2 separate regions of the Zea mays genome follow, and region 2 is linked to region 1. The links are chromatin contacts, called in public Hi-C maps. All regions are on one chromosome and are shown on one strand. The core of a region is the stretch at or near the end of the contact, and the rest is flanking DNA. Distances in the headings are between cores, read along the strand shown.

Region 1 (5,683 bases), core at 1,349-3,848:
AAGCTCTCTCTGGTTGTGTATATAAGGCCAGGAGGCACCCCTACCGTTTTCATCTCATCCACAGCCCACCATTCTTGTAGTAACAGCTTGTAAACCCACCCCAATACAGAAAACGACCACAGTAAGTAGGGTATTACGCCCCTCAAAGCGGCCCGAACCTGCTTGAGCCTGTGTGTTTCCCTCATTGTGCTATAGCACGAATCATCGAGTCATAATCTGCGATGTCGTCCTATCCAAAAGCACCACGAGGGTAACCCTGGGTGTGCAGTCGGACAACAAACACCGACAACAGTGTCACATCTTTATTATATAGTAGAGGTTATGTACAAAATAGCTAAATAAATACATCATACAATGGCCTAGACCTCTCACGAACTCACCGCAGCATCCTTCATGCTCCTCATCTTGTGGTTCCTATTCTTGACCTAGGTGTGAGTACAACAAGAGTGAGCTCACATACATTCATCGCTCAACAAGTTGTGGAAAATAATGCGCATGAGCTCGCTTAAGATGTGGGCTCATGTGAAGTGTAAGGCTTACCAAGAGGAATGATTAAGGTTGAGCGTTGCTTTTAAAGTTGGTCAAAAATTTATTGGCAGTTACTAAGTATAAGTAGATACCAACCTAATTAGATAATTGATCAAAATTAATAATAACAACCCACAATACAATGCAAATGATAGATTAAGTTTAATTCCATAAATGACTCATGTGAGGGTCCGAGCCGCTCATGACCGTGAGCACGACTGATATACCGGTTTTACACTCTGCAGAGGTTGCACATCTTTACCCACAAGATGGGTTTTCCGTATAGCCAGGGTTTGTAAGACCCTTAGACACTCCCAAGGTGAATGGTTAGGGATCGAATACGAGACCTTTACAAAGTTCCACTAGATGAGAGAACCCGCTATGGATTTCGGACCGAAGGCGATATAGTAATCCATCGTCCGAGAAGCTTTACAGACAATCCGACTCGAGGACCTCCCTATACCTGCACTCCTCCACCCCACTTTCCCCATTCAGAAAAGTATCAAGTCACACTAGCTTTCCTAATTAATCAGGCAAGGGCGTCCCATTCCACCCTTGTGGTAGCACTGTTTTCCCGGGTGGTCGCTCCATTTTCCTATTAACACAATAAACTTATCATGAACAATAATGGAGCCAACAATAATAATAAAGCATGGTCATAGTTCATTTGTTTGCAAGGTCCAACAAAACTAGGGTAACCTATTGGGTCGCATCAAGTTAACTTGAGCATGTCACAGTGATTGACAAGAACATTATTAGGTAAACAAAAGTGATTAAGGGCACAACTTGCCTTATACTTGCGATAACTTTGTAGTCCAGATGCTGTCCCAAAAGTTGGGCTCCAGATTCCTCGTCACCTCGCTTCTAGGTAGCAATACAATCAAACAAATAATGGATATGGTAACAATACACCAATACATGGAAACATAATGCGTAAGAATATTGTACGTGATGCTACGAGACCGTAGGTTCGAGAATCACTAAATTCAGAGTTACGATTAAAAGGATATAGTTTTCGGGAGACCTACATATTTAACTAATTAAAACTAGGTCTTATGTTTGATTTTATAAATCATGTGAGAAAGGTATTAAAGAATTAACTAATTCAACTTTAATATAGGTTACATCTTGGTTCGAGATCATCTTCTAGTCAAACTATAATTTTAGACATATTACTTTGATTAGAAAGATTACTCTACTATACTAGGATAAATAAATATGTAATTACAAAAGTATGTGACATGTCACAAATATTTTTGTAAATGTATAGACAATTTTATTACGAAGCTAACACAACTGGAATGAGTCAAATTGGAGTTAAAATGCTAAAGTTATAGAGTTTACAATTTTCTAGGAATTTTTAATATTTATTTTATACCTAAAATAGCCTTAAGGGATCAATCTGAAAATTCTGGATTTATTTTTATTTGTTTTCTTACTGAAAATAGATGGCAGGTTTATTTATTAAAACTTTAAGGTCTCTTTTGCAAATCTATTTGGCTGAAGGTGTATGGGGGATTTCTGGCCATTAGATCTTCACCACGATGAAACGACAAGGTAAATCTCAAATTTATCATGTATTTTCAAATGATATAAAATTCGGATACGAATAATTTTTTGACATTTTTTCTCTAGAGAGCAAATAATACATAAAACAAATTATACAAAATTTTATTCTTATTTATAATAATATGTTCAATAACATAAGAAAAAATCAGCATCAAATTTCATATATATCTATATTAAAATATTAAATTTATGCTAATAATTTGGATACCCATTTTATCATCATCTTATTCCGATATGGTATTTCCTGCAATCAAACACATGCCCAGGGAACGCTCGCACCCGAAGATTGGCGTAACCGAACCGATGCGACCTTTGGCCCGTTTCAAAATGAAATGGGCCGGTCAATGCGCGGCCCATCCGGCCGATGATATCACGACCCAGCGTGCATCCTATGAAACCTCTGCCCCGGGGCTAGGGTTTCCTCCCAGCCGTCATCGCTTCACGTCCGCTACAGACCGGCGAGGAGACGAAAGGTAAGCCACCCACTGCCGCCGCTCTCGTTTCACCCCATTTCGTCCGGCCGTCTAATTCGTTGGCCGGCCCGTTCTGTTCGTGGAAGCGCTCGGATCTGCTCTGTATATGCTTGTTCTCGTTCGGTTTTGCCGGTCGGAGTTGTCTCGCGAGGCGTAGCTTGTGCGTCAGGCTCTCTTTTGCCTTGTAGATTTCCTGCATCTGCTCTTACTGATAGCTTTTGCTGTTAATCTTGAGAGAGTTATGCCACGAGTCTCTTTGATATTCTATTGGGGTAATGATATGTGGGGATACTGTAATGTTTCTGATATTCTTGCTATGGTTGGTTTGGGCATGAAGTAGAATTTGTAATGGTGCTTTTAGGATCCTGTTTTTGGTGCTAACTCTGTCAACACTAGACTGAGAATTGTTGTTAACAAGTAGCTTTCATGTTGCACGACAAGATCCTTCTGTGTTTCATTCCAGTTCTCATGATTTTATTTCTTTTTTGCATCTTCATCCGCCTGACATAATGGTCTTTATCTACTTGCAATTCAGGAGGGAGTTTTGAGAAGCTCAAATGGCTCCTAAAGGTACATGCCTGATGTTGCATATCTATTTCTATGTTTGCCACACTTGATCAGTACATGCACTGTGCCAGCCTTTAAATTGCTGTAAATTGAGTGCTCAGTGTTAGGTAGTTCCTACTTCCTTTGCAGGTGTGTCGCCATTGTTGAATTGTATCAGGTATTAATTGGTAATTGGTACATTTTTAGCACTCTGATATAACCACTACCTGTCCTTTGCACTCGTTCCTTGACCCATGGGAGTCGTCCCAAAAGGGAGAGTATATAATTGGCTGACTCTAATTACCATATTGTCTCATGAATACTGCTAGGATCTCTAATGCAATCATATCAATTTATTGGTAGGCTGTATATTGTTGGGCATAACCAGTAATCACCATGCTAAACTTCATGAACTATTTGATTTGATAGGCTTACTGTAAGTATGCATGACCTGACTATTTTGTTGTTTGATTAGCCGCTCCTGCCAAGAAGGGTGATGCCAAGGCCCAGGCCTTGAAGGTGGCCAAGGCTGTGAAGTCTGGGGCAGGCAAGAAGAAGACCAAGAAGATTCGCACATCTGTAACATTTCACCAGCCCAAGACCCTGAAGAAGGCCAGGGACCCGAAGTACCCAAGAATCAGCACTACTGGAAGAAACAAGCTTGATCAGTACCAAATTCTCAAGTACCCCCTCACCACAGAATCTGCAATGAAGAAGATTGAAGATAACAACACTCTGGTCTTTATTGTTGACCTCAAGGCAGACAAGAAAAAGATCAAGGCTGCGGTCAAGAAGATGTATGACATTCAAGCAAAGAAGGTCAACACCCTGATCAGGTTAGCGCTTTGCTCCAGTGTTATTTTTTGTGCATAATTTGTTATTTTGTGCAACTGAGTGATTCTTGATGTGTCCATGCAGGCCTGATGGGAAGAAGAAGGCTTATGTGAAACTGACACCCGACTACGATGCCCTTGATGTGGCCAACAAAATTGGCATCATCTAAGTTAATAGGCAACTGGATTCGACATCTGTGTCCTACTAGTTCTGAGCATACCAACAGATTTTTCTATGTTACTAGTAATTTTGTTTGTCATATTTGGTTTTTTTGCAACTAAGTCTTGTTCGCAGTTGCAGACTACATATGCCTGTATTGAGATCCTGGTTGCCAAATTAACCATCTTGAACTGGCATTATTCCACTTTACGTATAATGGCTGAATCTGTTGTGGCGTTGTGCGAACATGATTGATCACCCTGCATAGTTTAGTGGACTATTGCTAAATACAATATCTCTGTTTATTTGCTATCAGTAACCAACCTGTATAGATTGTAGCTGAATTTTGTCGAAATTTGCAGTCAACCTTGATCTATATGATTACACTCTGATTTGTCTAGATAAGCATTGTGATATAGTACATGAGAAGCTTTGTCACTCCTCACTTCACTTGCATGTCATGGTTTGGTAAGGGGGTGTTCGACTGGAGCTGGAGGTACATCTTTTCCCATTGGTATTGAGCCTGCCCTTGGATCTCGGTCTAAACATGGGCCAACATTGGGTCTATTTTTATCTTATGGCCTAAGGGCTAAGGCGTGTACAAGAGACGGCATGATATAGCCCTAAGCTCTTAGATCATCAATACATCTAAGAGATAGTGTGTATAAAAAATCATGAAATGGGCTCTCATGAAGAATTCATCTCTTGATTTTTTTTTCACTTAACTCCTTAAATACCTCTCAAAAAACCCCTCAATTAATGGGGTTAGTTGATGTCTATGAGATCCAAACATGTCATTAACATTAGGTAAATAGAAGAGGTAAATACATCGAAGGTCAATTAATAAATAGAAGAGGTAAATATACCGAAGTTCAATCTCTACTACTTATTAAGGTTATAAGGATAGCCTGACATTCCCTGTTCTGTCATTCTTATTCCTTATGTCATTCTTATTCCTTATTCTGCCTTTTCCATTCCTCCATTCCCGCACAACCCATTCCCCGTACAACCCATGTCTAATTAAAATTAAAAAACACATAGCTGCAAGGGGATTCAAACCCGTGACCCCTCATGCCAATGCAAGCAATAGCTACCGCTACACCACATGTGTGTTTTTGTCTACATTTATGACAGGAAAAACATCTACTACATCTCTCTCTAAGCCCACCTCCTACCCCTGCACAATGCGCAATAGTAGATAAGTATCACTGAGATTCTTGAATTATATTTTTGGATGAAGGGAGTAGTATTTAAAGAGGATACTTGCATGCAATTTATTTTGTTTGAAAAATGTTTTCAACTTAAATTCTTTTTTTGCATGTGTGGCATTTATTCTCTGTAATATTTTTTCCATGATCTAACTTGTGAGTCATTTTCATAAACCAATGCAAAGAACGAATCCAAGTTTCTACTTGGAAACCCCGAACAAACACCATTAGCAGAAGGCGCTCGCGTTGGCGTCGCTCATCGACGACGAGAAGAAGCTTGGCGACTGCCAGTTCGACCTTGAAAGCAGTTCTACGTGGTCGCATGCGCCGCTGTGGACGACAAGCTCTGGCGCCGTCGCCGAGAGC
Region 2 (6,310 bases), core at 1,505-4,004, 270 kb after region 1:
ACAAACATGTCTTTACAGGTGGTCGTTGTTCTTGGTATCTTTTCAAATATCCATCCATTCATGTTTTTCCATATGCACCAAATCATGTTTATGACAATCTCCATATTCACAGAGAGCTCGACGAAGACAACACCCGATCTGTCAAGGAGGCAGCAACCTCTAAGAGTAACAAGCCGATGATGCTTGCTCGATGTATCACCTAGTGCCTCAAGGGTCACCAAATGATGCAAATACACTCAAAGCTTTCAATCTTTCACTAGAATGCAATCCCAAGCAAAAGTGTGAGAGAATGAGTTAGAGGATCACAAATGAGCTTAATGTATGCTGGGAATAGCCAAGAGAGTCTCACACACGAGCTCCACTTCTATTTATAGTCCTCCGCTCTTTTCTAGTCGTTATGTGCAAGCAGCACACATTCTGCATGCACGCTGACGATTCGTGCCTTATGGCCGGGCGATCCGCCACACCAGTAACGACTATATTTACCATTTGAAACGTGTCAGAGCTTGTTAGAAAAAGCAGGTCCAAACGGTCTGTCAACTCTGGCCGGACGGTCCGAGTCCTGGCAACTTAAAGCGCCCGAGCATTGACCAAATTGAATTACATGGGTGGACTATCCGTCCTCCAAGGTCAGACGGTCCGCCACCAGTGGTCAGTACTGCCCAGGCTTACACACCGGATAGACCGTAGTACAATTGACTAAAAATACACAGGACCTGACCAAACCTGTTTTGGCACCTGCGAACGGTGCGCTGACTCCGACCGGTCAAGATTGCGGACGGTGCGGCCCCAAGGCCTGGACGGTTCATGGTACAAATATTTCATACCCCTGTAGCAAGAACATTCTTTGGACCTCTTTGAGTGGGACGCGGACGGTCCGACCTCCTGGTCCAGACGGTCCGACCTCCTGGTCCAGACGGTCCGCCGACCACAGAATATTACCACTTCCCAAACACGCTTTTGAAAAGATTTTAACTCTTGAAATCGGAAGCGTTGTTAGTCCTCATGCAAATACAACTACTAGTGCTCTATAAGGCAGTAAGTTTTACACAGACCAAACACCAAAGTCATTGTCTCCTCTTTATAATACAATTATCTAGTCTACTAATCCGGTCAATTTCTTCTCTAAAACATCTGGTGAGCGGAAAAAAGTAAAACCTATGTTATACTTTTGCCTTCACTTGATCCACAACTAATGCTTTAGGTCTCCAAGACATACTTTCCTCTATGGTCCAATCTGCATTCTTATTTCTCCAAGAATTGTTAGTCCACAAATGATTGTAATTAATTACCAAAACATCACTAAGGGGCCTAGATGATTCATAGACCTGGTATGGAAGACCATCTTGGCACTGAGGAGCAGGGACCGGATGTTCGGGAAATGGTCGCCAAACTGGGAAAGTCCTTACAAGATGACACAGGTAATATTTGGTAACACCTACATGTTGCAAACATTACAAGGCGAGGACTTGCCTGAGGCACTAAACGTGCGTTTCCTAAACTAATATCATTCTAGTACATGGCAAGATGCCTAAGAAAACCGATGTGATCGCATCAAGTTGATTCCAGCCTGCACTAGTGCTTTTGGTTCGCTTAGCTTCTCCAAAAGACAGGGGCATGCGTTGAGCACCATTTGTGGCACTGAGCATGGGCATACGGTTCACCCATAGGCGCGAATGGTTCGTGAATAGATCAGATCAGGCGATTAAAGTCCTATCTCCTCGCGTGTCTATCCCTCTAATCTCACGGGAGCTATTGGAGGACGCCTAGGAACGAGTTTAGACCCCATTATATATTTGAAAGTGTACGACCGATTGAGGAACCAACAATTGTTCAAACAATCAAATTATCTTCTGTTCTTTACATTCTGCACTAGGAGTATACAGTAACATAGTTTCCTTCCTGTAATCTTCACCTCTCTCCGACTCTACGTCGTTTAGAGGGGTCTTAAGTGGTCTGCCACCCAAGACAAACCCTAGGATCTCTCTTCTCCGTCAGGGTCTCTTCCGGGAGCGAGATCTAGGTACTGTTGGCGAATTCCGTCTCCTCTATGCACACGCGGACCATCGGGCCACCAGGCGCGGACCGTCGGGCTTGTAAGATAGAAACCCTAGCCTCTGTGCTAGGTCGCGGACTATCCTGCCCTTGGTCGTGGACCGTCCACGATTCCGCAGAGAGCACCACCGCCGATTCTCATCGCAGTGATTAGCGCCTAGATCGATGCCAACAATTACTCAAACCAAACGGGGCCACTCATGAGGTGTATAGGAAACACTGTTCGAGATTTTGTTACGTTAGACTGTCTCCAGTGGTTCACGTAAAAGAGGGGATACGGAACTGTAGATGACACTGTTTGCAAAGTGAAGTTTAAAATAGAAGATAAGTGATTAGATAGGAAATCTGCTGAAGATAGACTTAATAAATATCGTGGCAACGGACGTGGATGCGCTGCCTCAGAAACGGCAAAAAACGGTCAGTCCAAAGTACCAACCGAGAGGCGGGGAGCCCAGGATCCAACCGTGGAATGAGGTGAGCCTGAGCCGGGCTCCGCCTCCGTTCTGGAAGCAACGGGCCGCTCGCGTCATCAGAGAGCCTCAGCCCAACCGGCCAGCCAACCAAAACCAACGCAACCCACCCACGCCGCGACCAAACACGACAGCGCTTCACACCTGTACCTGCACGCGCCGGCCAGGCCCCACCGCCAATTAAACAAGCCTCCCGTCTCGTCCCAACTCCCCCACACAATAGGCTGGCAGTGGCAGGCAACCAGCTCGGGCGTGTCCTTCCTCCTCCGTCTCCATCTTGGCCCAACCGAGCCCAAACCTCTCCCCTTTTCTCCGTCCTCTCCTAGTCCACACGGCAGACGCCGCCGCCGGGGGAGAGGAGGGGAGGGGATCGGCTCCAAGGGAACAGGCGAGATGGCAATCCTGTACGCGCTGGTGGCGCGCGGCACGGTGGTGCTGGCGGAGCACAGCGCGGCAGCCACCAACGCGGGCGCCATCGCGCGCCAGGTCCTCGAGCGCCTCCCCGACGGCGGCGCCGACAGCCACGTCTCCTACACGCAGGACCGCTACGTCTTCCACGCCAAGCGCACCGACGGCATCACCGCGCTCTGCATGGCCGACGACGCCGCCGGAAGTAAGCGCTTTGCTAGTCATGTCCGTCCTCTCCGGCTCTCCCTCCCTTTCCGGTACGATCGCACTCGCGTGGGGGTTCCGAGCTCGATTGGGACGCCTCCGGGTTTGTGGTGCTATGGGATTACGTGGTCCGGCGCGATAGGCCGGCGGAGTAGCGGAGATCCGGGCCTCATTCTGGGTTTTGTCGTCACGCGTCCATCTGGTCTGTTACTACTTTACTAGCAGTCTGACTGCTGACCTTAGGGGATGGGTAGATCAGGACAAACCGACGAGATGCGATTGGATTCCAGTGTAGCCAGAGCCAAATGGCGTCTAAGGGTTGATGGGCTCTGGGGCCATACGTTGAGCAGCTCCGGTTTTCCAGCTGTTGACTTCGGGATCAAACTTGCTCATTGCTGCATACATAACAATCTGTCTACTAATTCTCAACCTCTAACACTGTCTGTTAGCTCGTAGTAGGTTTAAGATGAACTGTACTTCTTTGTTGGTACAATCAAGAGCAAAATTGGTCTACTTGTTTCTGAGTATCATCTTATCCTGCTGACTTTTAGCCTTGCAGTATAATATTTACAGTGACTGTTTGCTATACTAGCCACATCTTCACATCATCGTCTAGAATCATCTGAGTCCTCATTGCCCCGCAAATATGTCTGTTGCGAAATGCACAACCATGAGCTTATCAATGTTTTTTTCTTCTCATGCCACAGGACGGATTCCCTTCGCATTTTTGGAGGATATTCATGGAAGGTTTGTCAAGACATATGGCCGGGCTGCGCTAACCGCTCTTGCATATGCAATGAATGATGAATTCTCAAGGGTCTTGAGCCAGCAAATGGATTACTATTCAAATGACCCTAGTGCAGATAGAATAAACCGCATGAGAGGTGAAATCAATCAGGTAATGCACCCATTTTTCAGTTGTTTCATATATGAAGACTATCCTATGTTGAAGAACTTATATATTCTGAAAACTAACGTTGGATGTATGCTGTGACCTCCGATCTTATAAGCTAGAAGTGGAAATGCTCATGAATGAAGTGCCTGAAACCTTTGTGGAACTAGTTTTCACATACTTGTTTAAAGCAAACCATTACAGAAAATTCCATTGATCTAGCACATTGGAGTGGAAGAGTCTCACAATACAAAAGGATTTATCTCTTCATCATTTTCTCGCAGGTCCGTAGTGTTATGATTGATAACATTGATAAGGTTCTTGAAAGAGGTGATCGTTTGGAACTGCTGGTTGACAAGACTGCAAATATGCAAGGAAATACAGTTCGATTCAAGAGACAAGCTCGGCGGTTCAGAAACACTGTTTGGTGGAGAAATGTCAAACTCACGTATGGCATATTCTGCTTTATTGACTAATTTAGAACACTTAGCTATCGTATTTTGTTTTGCATGTTGATCTCCTTCCTTTTTGCCTCATGAACTATTAATTTTGCTTTTGTTTCATGAACTTCGTACTGACTTATTTCCCTTTCCATGATTGTTAATTAGCTTCTTATTACCCAACTCAGTATGCAACTTTATTGAAAAATAATCTACTAAACAATGCCCAGTTTGATTTAATGCAGTAAATTTGAATGCAACTTTATCGATAATGGTATTATATTGTTTTATTTGAATAGTGACTATATATACGGCAGTACTCAGTGGTTTTTTATTATTTGAATATATTTGGTTCTGACGTAGCAGTATGAGTAACAAAGATGGGAACATAAATTTTTCTTCTGCACAAACAGAAGAAATTAAGCGATGTTTATAAACTGTAGAATGGTAGAAACTTATTGTTGATATAAGATGTCAGATGATAAAAAAAGAGTGGATACACTGGTTGCACGAGAATTTGATTTACACTTTGGAGCCTGTTGTTTGCTGTAAGCTCTACTCTAATCAATTCTTAACTTTCAGTATGGGATGCATGTAGCCATGTACTCCATGACATTCAAGCATTGGAACTATTTGTTCTTTTTTTTGTCGTGCCAAGCAGCAACCTTTACACTTTTGAATATAATTATTATATGTGAAAGCTGGATGCCATAATCAAGTCTAAGGCCCTATTTGTTTACCCTCCAGATTATATAATTCAGCTTAAATAAGTTGAAAAGTAAACAAACAACACAGATTATTAGGTGGATTATATAATCTAGATGCCTAGATTATAATAATCCATAAGTAGGTCAATAGGTGTTTATATAATCCATAAGCTGGATTATATAATCTGATAAAGAAACAAACAGGGCCTTAGGCTGGTATGATGCTATGATGTTTCCTCCACTGATGTTTGAGCTTTTCGCCTCACAATAATCTTATTCTATCTCTGTGCAGGGCCGCATTGATACTTCTCCTCCTGGTAATAATATATGTCGTTCTAGTCTTCGTGTGCCATGGTTTCACCCTACCAACTTGCATAAGGTAAGGCATGATGTGCACATAGTGCTTTTTGCTGTGCATGTTTGTGCCTATCACCGGGGTCCGGGGGGCAGCAGCCATTGCAATTGTTTCTTGTGTAGAGGAAAGCTACATATTATGATGTGATTGTGAGAACTCAATTAAAGATATGAACTTAACATAAAAAGTGCTTCTTGTGGGTTTGGCTATGACCTTGTAGGTCTATGAGAATTCGGTGTTTGGATTGGTGTTTATTTGTGGCTATTCTTGTGTCTGTACATGAATTCAGTTACGACGAGTATTTTATGGCTATGCTAATGTAATATTCTTGAAATTGACATGATGCACACATGTAGCTGCCATGATAATTTGTTTCCAGCACTGCGGGGCAAGCCAGGATCTGTCTCTCAGTGACAGGCCTGCTAATAAGTTAAAACCTACCTCGTACTCAATTTAACCCATAACAAATTAGCCTTCTTCAATGCATCCTTACCATGTGTTTTTATAGTTTTAACCCAACCTATTCTAACTCAAACTAATTGAACCTGCGGGTTCGTATAACGTGTTTAAGTTTGCAGACATATGGGTTTCACATTCAAAGTCAGATCCCTGAATTTAAAATCTTGCGTTCATATTATATCTTTTTTTAATCCAAACTGTCTAAAATTTATTGCAGATGATTTAATGCAACAAACACCTACTCAGTACCAATTAGGCTAAACTTGCCATGTCATATTAAATTATATAAGATATAATTATCCTAATGTACGGCATCATAG

What was found. Hi-C and Micro-C count contacts between places; a contact is called where the count stands out from the background.
Region 2: a Hi-C map of leaf shows a contact between it and region 1, with 4 times the contacts expected there. The contact joins the promoter of LOC100193419 here to the promoter of LOC100280771 in region 1. A contact is called at or near these places in 2 of 25 Hi-C or Micro-C datasets (bundle sheath and leaf).

What each region holds. Positions count from the first base shown.
Region 1 is chr6:133,974,550-133,980,232 of Zm-B73-REFERENCE-NAM-5.0, reverse strand. It overlaps LOC100280771 (60S ribosomal protein L23a), which reads left to right and starts at 2,598. Exons shown (of 4, transcript NM_001153693.2): 1 at 2,598-2,730; 2 at 3,106-3,140; 3 at 3,592-3,952; 4 at 4,035-4,326. The coding sequence starts at 3,128. The coding sequence ends at 4,119.
Region 2 is chr6:133,700,504-133,706,813 of Zm-B73-REFERENCE-NAM-5.0, reverse strand. LOC100193419 reads left to right here and starts at 2,754. Exons shown (of 4, transcript NM_001367027.1): 1 at 2,754-3,138; 2 at 3,845-4,035; 3 at 4,314-4,477; 4 at 5,469-5,865. The coding sequence starts at 2,919. The coding sequence ends at 5,559. LOC111589534 reads left to right here. Exons shown (of 2, transcript XM_023300372.2): 2 at 113-369. The coding sequence ends at 163.